2 separate regions of the Hordeum vulgare genome follow, and region 1 is linked to region 2. Evidence: chromatin contacts called from public Hi-C data. All regions are on one chromosome and are shown on one strand. The core of a region is the stretch at or near the end of the contact, and the rest is flanking DNA. Distances in the headings are between cores, read along the strand shown. Region 1 holds the start of LOC123447597 (general transcription factor IIF subunit 2). Region 2 holds the start of LOC123447579 (protein ADP-ribosyltransferase PARP3).

Evidence for each region. Hi-C and Micro-C count contacts between places; a contact is called where the count stands out from the background.
Region 1: a contact with region 2 is called in a Hi-C map of leaf, with 5 times the contacts expected there. The contact joins the promoter of LOC123447597 here to the promoter of LOC123447579 in region 2. A contact is called at or near these places in 3 of 6 Hi-C or Micro-C datasets (leaf and seedling) and 1 of 1 datasets of contacts at active chromatin or transcription factors (embryo).

Annotation. Positions count from the first base shown.
Region 1 is chr1H:481,870,830-481,876,905 of MorexV3_pseudomolecules_assembly, forward strand. LOC123447597 (general transcription factor IIF subunit 2) reads left to right here and starts at 1,429. Exons shown (of 6, transcript XM_045124209.1): 1 at 1,429-1,774; 2 at 2,310-2,427; 3 at 4,149-4,279; 4 at 4,361-4,435; 5 at 4,734-4,883; 6 at 5,006-5,344. The coding sequence starts at 1,583. The coding sequence ends at 5,128.
Region 2 is chr1H:481,732,302-481,737,541 of MorexV3_pseudomolecules_assembly, forward strand. LOC123447579 (protein ADP-ribosyltransferase PARP3) reads right to left here and starts at 1,528. Exons shown (of 17, transcript XM_045124191.1): 1 at 145-1,528; 2 at 1-29. The coding sequence starts at 485.

The sequences.
Region 1 (6,076 bases), core at 179-2,678, 140 kb after region 2:
TGATAATGTTAGTAGTGATGGAGTAATCAGACGATATGTATAATGCATTGACGTAGTAATTACATGGTTTGTATGAATTTAAGGTATGAGATCTGAGATGTCCGATTATATAACACATTATTTAAAGTGTGACAAATCAGTGTCGGTGGATACGTATTGACCGCATACACTCGCATTTGAGGGGCGGATTTGCAAGTTCGGATGTAGATCTCTAAGAGCAACTCTAGTAGACCCCGCACCCGGTCGGCCCGCAAAACGCGTTTGCAGTTCGCGCAAAACCACTTTTGCGGGCCGGCGCGGGCTGGCACAGATGCATACCCCGCATAATGGACCCGTAAAAAAGCATATTCGCGGAATATACTTTTTTTACGGGTCGGCTTCTGCGGGTTTTGATCTGGCGCAGCTTCTCCCGGCCCGTAAAACTTAGATTTGCAACTTAAATTGATCTAGCACAATGCTTTTCTTTGCTTTTGCAACAACATTATAGATACAAAAGATATCACCAAATCTTGACTAGAATAGCAAAACCAAAGAAAACAAGAACCACAAGTATTGGCCTTCCCAAAACCAAAATAAGCATCCATCGTCCTACACAAAAGAATGAGCAAGCTCGAAGTGAGCTACCGCAATTGAACTAAAGAATGAGCTATGGAACGAGCTATTGAAGTGCACGTACCCTGTCGTTTTCGCATTTGTAGAACACCCCATCCGGGATGCGTCGGCGTGCCCGAAGTGAGCCGCAGCACTTGGCGCCGGCAGTCGTCGCACTCTATGAGCGGCATCGGCAGGCCACAAAGACGCTGCGCGAGCGCCGAGCCCGATGGACGGCCAGACGAGTCCATGCCCGCAAACCTTCGGTGGCGGCGGACGGACGAACCCGTGCCTGCATGCGGCGATGCGTCCTTGCCTGGGCTGCGGGAGAGGCTCCCCAACCACTCCATCGCCTCGGGCAGCAACCGGCGGCCGGCGATGAAGTGTCGCAGATCTGCAAATCCGGCAGCCCGCCGACGCAGGGAGGAAGGGAGGGGAGGCCTCGTGCGCGTGGCGGCCTTCCGGCGTGCTCCTACCGGCTGCTGTCGCCGGAATCTTGGGCGGCGGCCGGCGGCGGCGCGAGGGGGGAGAGGAAAGGTGGTTGGTGGGAGAAAGCGCGGGATGAAATGTTCCCCCACCAACCGCTTCCGCTTATATGCAGGGCACCGCAGCTGCGAGGGGGAAACCCGCGTTTTCCCGGGTTGGGGTCGGGATTTTGCCGCGCCCCTTAAAATTTTTTACTGACCGGGGCGGGATGCGGGGTCTGATCGGGCTGGTTTTTCCGGCCCAACCCGTATTTTGACGATTATTTTACAGGTCGGGGTGGGATACGGGGTGAGGTCGGGATACGGGGTGTGCTAGAATTTTTGCTCTAACAAAACCTCTGCTCGTCTCGCATTCACGCCATCCGCACGTGCCTGTCTAGACTAGTCTCTTCCCGTCCTCCGCCGCGTCAGATCACGCGCCGCTCGCTCCTCCCGGTCGCCCTAGCGCCGCCACCAAACGAACCCCAAAATCGCGAGACCACCCGCGGCGGCTAGCCGGCGCAGAGATGGGCGACGAGGCGAAGTACCTGGAGACGGCGCGGGCGGACCGCTCCGTGTGGCTCATGAAGTGCCCCCCCGTCGTCTCCCAGGCTTGGCAGGGCGCCTCCGCCTCTTCCGGCGATGCTAACCCTAACCCGGTCGTCGCCAAGGTCGTGCTGTCCCTCGACCCCCTCAGCTCCGCCGAGCCTTCCCTCCAGGCAAGGAGCCCACCCCGCCCCCGCCCCGCCCCGCGATGTTCCCCTCTTTTGATTGGTGTGCGGATTTGTTCAGTAGAGTCGCCTCAATTCAAGTTCAGAAACCAATAGGTTGGTACGGGAGCTGTATAGTTAGCTGATGACCCAACTGATGGAGTAACACGATATGGTCGAATACATTTAGGTGCCTGTTTGAATCAGGTACCGAAGCATTGGGTGCTTGATGAGAACAAACCATGGTTGGCGACAATTGTGCTCATGAACAACAACCCGCACCCGCCTTCTATATATTATTTGGGGATTTGTTTGAGTCTGCAAGCTAGGCTAGGAACAAGCCTGGTGAAGACTGCATGAAAAAGCATAAAAATCTTATGCAGATTGAACTTAGTGCATTGAAGATACTAATTTGAAGAACTGCATGGCATACTGCTATCTTTGTCCCAACTGTTAATTGTTGCTCATTCTATGTCTGTATCACACTCATTATTTCTTGCTTGTGGTGCTCATCGTTCTTACAACATTTTATTTGGAATGGCAGTTCAAGATGGAGATGTCTCAAACTAGTGTAGCTAGCACTTGCAATCTACCAAAGAGTTACTCCTTGAATATGTTCAAGGATTTTGTACCCATGTGTGTTTTCTCTGAGACTAATCAAGGTACAAAACAAATTCCCTGCTTGTTATCAATCGCAGTGCATGCATTTTTTCTTATCTGTGTATTTTAATGGCCTGGAAATTCTGTTGTCATGACTGTTGTACCTGGTTTAGGTTTGCACTTTGGTTCTGCCTATGTACTTTTGGTTTAATACAGATATTGATTTTATATGCAATAGTAATCTTGTCAAAACAGTCAAATATGCTGAACTATAGTTCTGTGATGTGTTATGTCTCTAATGTTCCGCACATGCTTCATATTTTCTACAAGAGAGGTACAACATGCGCTTCAAATGTTGTATCTATAATTCATAGTTGTCGATATGAATTTGGTAACATCTGCAAATGGTTTCAGTCCCAAACCTTTTGCACAGTACTCGTGAGAAATGAACCCGTACTCATGAGAAATGAATCCACACAGTTACTTATGCATCAATTTTCTGACTTAAATGATTTAGTTTGGCATTGTATCGATTTTTCAATTTTGATGATAGTGATTGTGCCATCTGTTGAATTTTAATGATAGTGATTGTGCCATCTTCATAATTTTGATACCCTGTTCTTCTTAAAGTCACCGTGCGAGCACAGAAAATGCCACATATATATATGTCTATGTTGGCCTATTGTGCCTGCCTGCATATTCTAAGCAATGTTCTAAACCCACAAGTTTCAGGATTTAGTATCTAGTAGTTGTAGCAGTAGGTGTCTCCCGAGCTTGAGCTTCTCTTTGATGTCGGGTGAATTGAATTTCATATATGGAGAAATGTGTCGCTAGTCCAAGTCCGCTAGGTGGTGATTGCATTTATGTGCAAGATTAGTATTTTCTTGACATGTACTCCCTCCATTCCTAAATATAATAAGTCTTTTAAGAGATTTCGCTAGGAGTCTACATACGAAATAAAATGAGTGAATCTACACTCTAAAGTATGTCTATATACATCCGTATGTAGTCTACTAGTGGAATCTCTAGAAAGACTTATATTTAGGAACGGAGGGAGTAATTCATGTCTAGCATGTATTTTGGTTGGTACTGAATTCATGTAGTTTGATAAGGAGTTTCTCTTTTGTATGGGTTTCAGTGTATGTATTTTCCAGTGTTTTGTTAGGTGATCGGATGCTTTAGTCTGTTGGGACGTTTTACTTAATTGATGTGTGATCGTTGAGTGCATAGTTCCTTTGATTCCCCAATCAATAAACTTCGCCATCAAACGTGGTGGTGTAGTTTTGGGTTGTTTTTCCATGCAATCTTCTCTCAGCGGTGATGTCCTGTTATCATTCCATCATGTAAAATTTGATATGTATGAGATGTCAATGTTCACCGTGCTCCCTGAGTGATTTTGCATAATTTATGCACATTGATACATCCTTTCAGTTAGTTCAGAAAAATAGGGAGACTACTGTCATATGTAGTGCTGTCTAAAGCCTAACTTGCTGAGCTGCTTCTTGATTCATATAGCTCACCAAGCAATATGAAACCCTAACCTGCAAACTTCAGTTGGCCTACCACCGGTAACAGGTTACAGCCCTAACCTGCTAACTTCAGTTGGCCTACCACCGGTAACAGGTCACCACTGGCAGGTTACTGCCTGTAACAAGATTGAAAAGTTTGGACTTACTAGCAGCTCTGTGGTTCTTGGTTCTCGAAAACTTCTGGGATTCTTGCAGTGGCACAATGGCACTAATTAGGTTTGACTATCACTGAAGCAAACCACTGTTTGTTTCAGGAAAACTCTCATGCGAAGGAAAAGTTGAGCATAAATTCGACATGGAACCTCACAAGGATAACTTATTGAACTACGCAAAGTTATGCCGTGAAAGAACACAAAAGTCTATGGTTAAAACTAGAAAAGTGCAGGTAGGTTGCTTCAATGGCCTTTTCACCTTATTGTGCCTTGAAGGTATTAGTATAATTTACCAATGTCTTCACTGCTTGTAGGTCCTTGATAATGACCATGGAATGAGCATGAGACCCATGCCTGGCATGGTTGGTCTGATATCTTCTAGTTCCAAGGTAGTTGCTTCTTCTGCCATTTGAGGATTATCCATTGTGCTTTCATCCTTGGTATATGTGTCAACATTGGTTAATACATCGAGGTGGTTTTAATATGTCATGCAATGTTTCCTGAGTTTAGATCCAAAGATAAGTTATGTAGGTCGCTTGTTGTACCTATATGACTTTTGCTTGTAAAATGATTGGAAAATTTGAAGTGCCTCTTCCATTTTAGATCCGTACATCTATTTCTGTTGTCCATCGTCAGTAATTTCCCAATTATAACTTGTTTTGTCATATTTTAATTTGTGCTGGGCAGGAGAAGAGGAAGCCGACGCCAACCAAACCATCTGATGTCAAAAGAACACGTAGGGATCGCCGGGAACTGGAAAACATTATCTTCAAGCTTTTCGAAAAGCAGCCTAACTGGGCACTGAAGGCTCTAGTGCAAGAAACCGACCAGCCAGAGGTACTTCCAAAATCTATCCCTGGGCATTGTTAGCAGGGAAAAAAAAACATGTCTTGCTAATATGAAGTGGTCTTCCCAGTGCCACTTTTTTTACGCATCTCTTTGTGGTTCGCTCTGTGCAGCAATTCCTCAAGGAGATATTGAACGACCTCTGTATGTACAACAAGCGAGGGCCGAACCAGGGCACACATGAGCTCAAGCCCGAGTACAAGAAGTCATCGGAGGATGCCGCCGGCGCTCCGTGAAGATGATTTGTGTAATCCTACTGCTGTTGTATAACTGAGTACCTCCTGGCTTTGATGTGCGGAACGTTGATGAAGCTGTCTATCTGAAGCCTCCCATCATGCCTGGGCTGCGTTTGTTTGCTTTTTATTAAGAGGCATTGTTGTAATTGTATGGGTATAAAGATGATACATATACAACACATGTCACAGAAGGGAAATGAAACTATTGATAAACCACATGAAAGATCGTTTGATTTACAACATGAAAGATCTATTGATGAACCACATGAAAGATGTACTGATAAACTTGTTGGCCTGATGTGCGGAGCGATGAGCTGTTGCCTACCTGAAGCTCTAGCCATGCTTGGGCTGCATCTGTTTGCTTTTTATTATTAAGAGGCATTGTCGTAACTGTATGGGTATCAAACACATTAACGTACGCGGAAGGGGCGATCTCTCACGCTGTCCACGTCCGCATGACTGCACTGTACGGGCGCTCGTTCGTGATTGGCTGTTCGTCGTTGTGTGGTGCTCCAGTGGACTGCTATGATTCGTGCGCGGAGGGAGCGACCAAACGAGAAAAAAAAGAGGCCCACCGCTCGTTTGCTTCATCCGAAGAAAGAGGGGAGGAAGTTCCCTCGAGCCCCACCCAAAAATTCATCCGAGCTACACGCAACCTCCTCTCTTGACGCCGCCGCCTCCTCTTCACTCCGTCAATTCTCCTCGCGCCGCCACCCCCATTCTTCATCTGCCTCCGGGCCTACTCCTATCCCATCATCTTCCTTGTGTCGTCGGACTCTTCCCCTGTCTCTCCTCGTCGGTTGTCGCTCCAAGTTGTGGATCTCCTTGCAGCGGTTGCAACGGTTGGACAAGACGAAGAGGAGCTGTAGCGTCGGGTCTATGCAGCAGCCGGCTGCTCGACACATCGCGCAATCGCTACACTGTAAGACCCCTCAACACACACACCCA
Region 2 (5,240 bases), core at 278-2,777:
CGAGAGGCCCATAAAACATCATATCCTCACTGTGGTCATCAAGCAATATTGTTAGGAGTTGGCAGAACATTTAGCATATGAGCAAAGCAGTTGATATTCTAGTATATCAGAAGCTTTTGATTGAGAATCTAAAATGGACTATACCAGCTTGAAACAACTGCATCTTCTGACCCCGAAGCGTCTTGCCCGTTGGCTTCGAGGATCTTGCGCATGTCCTCCGCAGGGAGGTGCTCTCTGATGGCCTTGCAGAAGTCGGTGTACTCTTTCGTAGTGTTTTCCTTCCCGTCTAGCTCAGACTCCCCACCTTTGTGTTTCTTGGTCTTTGTTTCCGCCTCAGGCTCGACCGGCTTCTTGTTCTTGGAGGGACGCTCCTGCCCCCCTTCCTGCTCTTTGTGTTCTTCCTTCTGTTTCTTTGGGGCAGTTTTCCCTTCTTCGGTCGCATGAGTCCGTGATCTTGTCTCGTGTACCTCCAAGGACATCAACATCACATGATATCGTGAGCAGCATACATATACTAGGGAAATAATGAGCTGAATTCACTGGAAAATAACAAGAGCGCGGCTAAATTAGTCACTGTATTAGGCAGGATCCTAGATGGGGCAATATAAAAAAGTTACAACTTGATGCATCATACACGTACAACAGAAAGGAAATAATAATAAAAAATCCAGTAAAATCCACAACTCTTAGTTCCAGCGAAGTACATCCCCTCTCAATACGAATACTAGCAAACTTTATACAGATACGAGTGACCAGTTACTGCCATTATTTGACATCCTCAAGATTATTCTTGGCAGATGCAGAAATGCGTACGCTCACAGCCGCACGCATCACATATGAGGCCATTTCAGAATCAGAACAACAAAGATAGGTGCGAGAACAAGCGGTAATCACAATCAGTGAATGTTGGTAAACAGCTCAAGAACAAGCGGTAATCACAATGAGTGAAGGTTGGTAAACAGCTCAGGCCCATCACGTATTGAGGGCATTTCAGAATCAGAACCACGGCAAGCTAACTGCCGAAAAGAAATGCAAGAACACAAGATGTTTGCCAATCGGCGATTTACCGTCCCAAATTGCTCCTAGATTAGCAAGAACCACGCCCAAATTGCTCCTAGATTAGCAAGAACAAGTGGTGCTACAGGGCAGATGTCAATCGGCGGCTAGAGAAACGCACGGACCGGACCGGACAAGATCCGACGACGAGGCGGGAGAGCGCTACCATGGCGGGCGGATTGCGGTGAGACGGAGGCGCCGAGAAGCATCAAGACCGGGCCTCGGTCCGTCCTTATCCCGGGGCCTAAATAGGCGCGGCGGCGAACAGTGCAGGGGGGAGTGGGGACTGGAAGGAGGTTGGGTGTCGCCGCCCATGCGCTCCAGGTGTGGCCTCGCCCGTCTGCCCCCGCGACACGTCGCCTGCCGCCCGCGACCATGCAGCCCGCTCTCGGGAAGCGCACCGAGGAGGAGGAAGGGGGAGATGAGAGGTGGGGGGAAAGCAGGACAGGAGAGCCATTTGGCAGAGGACCTCGGAGCCTCCTCGGTTGCGGTCGGTAAAGACGGGCGGCGGTGTCCACTGTCCAGTGTACACACTCCACTCTCCGATTTCTCTGCCTCTTTATCGATTTTAATAACTAAACTGAAATACATATTTTTTTTCGAGTGACTATAATGCATTAGTGGTCACTTATCTCGTCGATGGTGCTCATTTCGGTCAAGAAAAAATGCCACTTAGGCCTAGTTTGGCAGTAAAGTTTTTAAAAAAGGTAGCAATTGCAAACTAAAGTATTTTCATGAGTGGGTAATGAATACTGTAGTTCCTTAAATTCATTGTCTTTTTTCAGTTTTACATGTGTTTGGCTGGTGTAATTAGCGGCTCCTAACGGCGGTCGGCTGCATGCAGCCTTCATGTACACGTCGGCCGGACCTAGATGCTATGATTTGTAGAATATGTTTATCCCTGCTGCATCTACATGCACATCAGCTAACCTAGATTCTGTCTCATGGACGAGAAAAGAGACGTGAGGTTTACAAGTGAGGCCAGCTAGAAGAAGAAGCACCTTAAGAGACCACGAGACATATTAGAATTATTTTACAAGATAATAGATTGAGAAAAAATAGGAGGCGATATAATTTGATATAGTTATCTCGAGATAGACAACGATGTGAAATGAGTTTTTTCTGTTTAGAAAAAAATGGCGGGGCCTCTTTTTTCGGCACAGCAAAAATACCATGGTTTTTAGGATACTATGGTTTACAAAATTTCAGTTTCTGCTGAAGCCAAACACATCTAAGTATTCAAAACCATAGTTTGTTTCAGAAACCGCAGTATTCTGAGAAAACTTTGGAAATACCTTGCTACCAAATGCAGCATTATACTGCTTTTGTTTTTTAAATATAAGATTTTAGAGATTACATCACGGACTACATACGAAGCAAAATGAGTAAATCTATACTCTAAAATATGTTTATATACATCTGTATGTAGTTCGTAATGAAATCTGTAAAAACTATTTATATTTAGAAATGGAGGGAGTAGTTGGCAACGGTGGATCCGGAACGTTTGTGAAGCGTAAGTTACTAGCGCTCATTTTGGTCACTCTACTAAGAAAAATGTGATTTATGACCAATGGAGGGCCATCTACCATCTCTATCTGCCTCAATGTATGTATTTGATTGACGTGGCATGATGTTAATCTGTCACATCGTATAGCTGGCAAATGTGCAGTCGTGTTGTATGTTTTTTGCAAAACTTCCTGAACTTTTTGTTTTGCAAGTAATTATCGAAGTGTTGGTGGTGAGGTCTTCTTCTCGTTGCCCCGCACGTGCTCCACCTCCTTAGTTACGATAAACCCAAACTTACTCAATTTCCTTTTAATAAGATGTTTCTGGAGATTTGCTCGTTAAAGAAGGCTTCTTTATTTCGACATTGTCAATCATTAGTGGTAGAAGATGGTGAAGATTAGGAATTGCACTAGAATTTTGGCATGGGTTGGGGGAGGGGGTTCGTTCCGAAAAAAATTAATTCGACGCAACCTATGAAATGATTATGGTGCATGGAATATATGGATTCTTCTTACAGGTCCACACTGCACTTATTTCCCAATGGATTTTTATCATGGTGGGTACTTTCTTGGCACGATAGTAATCAATCTTAAGTCAATTGCCATATAATTTGGTATGATTATCTAGACAAGGATGCATGGTGCCTCTTCTGAGAATATTGTGGAGGAGATTGAGTATGAAATGGTAAGGTTAAATGCTATTACTTTGTATCTATATACTTGGAGTCAACATAAATTGTTTAAGATAAATTAGAACTCTCGATGCCACATGAGAATGCCTTGATTTCAGCTTGTGGAGTTTGAATGAAGATCAATGCCAAGGAATCACATGCATGATCGCGGGATACTTCTATGTATTAATATTTTGTTAATAATCGAAGATAGGGTCCTCTAACCTCTACACTTGAAAATGCACGTAGTAAGAATACTCTCAAACGAAAACTACCGAAATCCACCTTATGTCTTAGTCTCTCCCAATGTATGACTAGTAATATCTTAATAGATTATACTCAAAAAAATGTTTGTCCCCATTGAGGGAGTCTAGGACTAAGGGGTTGCAATCGCGGTGGACTAGTTCATCAGTTGTGCTGGAGGCCCATCCTGAAGGAAGGACTTCGGAGGCCCAATGAAAGAATGTGAGCATATCGGATTCTATCAATCTAGAGAGAGGATGATTCGTTCAGGATGTAGTTCATAGATAGTAACTGACGTTCATGTAACCCTAGATACCCCCGGTCCCTAAATAAACCATGGGGTTTAGCACGTAGAGGGGACATACACAACATCATAATCCCTAGGGTTTAGTCCACAAACTCATGATCCAGAGATAGATCAACCATGTAAGTGCTACATCATCGATACAACAAGAGCATGACATAGGGTTTTACCTCCATCGAGAAGGCCCGAACCTGGGTAACAACCTCGTGTTCTTTATCTCCTGTTACCCTCGATCCGATCTCACAGCTCGGCCCCCCTTACCCGAGATCTGTCAGTTTTGACACCGACATTAGTGCTTCCATTAAGAGCTTGTTGTGTGATCTTCAGGATTGATGGCTTGTCTGCAGTTTGACAACAACATTGGCTCTGAGGGCAACTTCGTCCCTGCCCATATTTTCTCCTTTAGTAGTGTTGTACTACATGTTGATCCTGGTGGACGTCTAGGCCGCGTAGACACCTTCGCTCCAAACAAGGTCATCACGTTCGGAAGTTTTGAATACGTTGATGATGCCCGTGATGATCTAGTCATGTCGGGACAAATCGTGATCCAGCCCGAGGAATCCTCGGGCACAAACGCTATGGAACTGGCTTTCGATCTGACACCTAGATCCGATCCCTTGACAGCAACAGCCCTAGAGATGGATCTGGAGGCAATCACATCCGACCATATTAATGCCACCTCAGGTGACCGCATGAAGTTGAACTCTTCTTGATATCTAAAGGCTATCCTGGAGGAGGCTGCTCTAGTCTCCAAACTAAAACTGGCTTGAAAGGCCATGGGAGATGGAACCGCCTCGGGTGGTTCGAACAATCCCTTTCATATCAGCTCGGCCTACCGTAAGGCCCTAAATGCGGAGGATCTCTCGCAGGTAAACAAGGTACTGGGCCGGATCCAGAACCCGGCAATCTAATATGCAATTTATGAGAAGATGAGACATAAAACCAATGATTGGGAAATTTTCATCCCACCCACCTCCCACCTAGTCGCCATAGTTGAAGATTTAACCGATGCGCTCGACTATGGATCTGATGAGGTCATCAACATGGATGAGGATGACCTCAGCAAATATGGACCACACTCGCGTATTGCCGCTCCCTGAAAGGGGAAGTGGGCTGCAACATCCACCTATGACATCTACATGGTCGACACTCGTAAGGAAGACATTAACGAGAAGCCTAAGGGCGGCTCCAAATGCCATCGTCAGAAGAGGCAATGATAGAAGTAATAATAAAAACAACACCGCTGATGACGATGCTAGCTCCAACACACGCGAGAACAGACAGATCAAACCTGCACAACAGAATGGACCTATATGGATACACCTATTGAGAAAAAACCCCAAAGAAAAGGAAGACTCCGATAACGGGACGAACGATGACTACGTGCCAGAATCTGAGGATGATGACAACCTCACACCCTTTGACTTCGAGGTGCCCGAAGACCCATCCAAACAGATATGC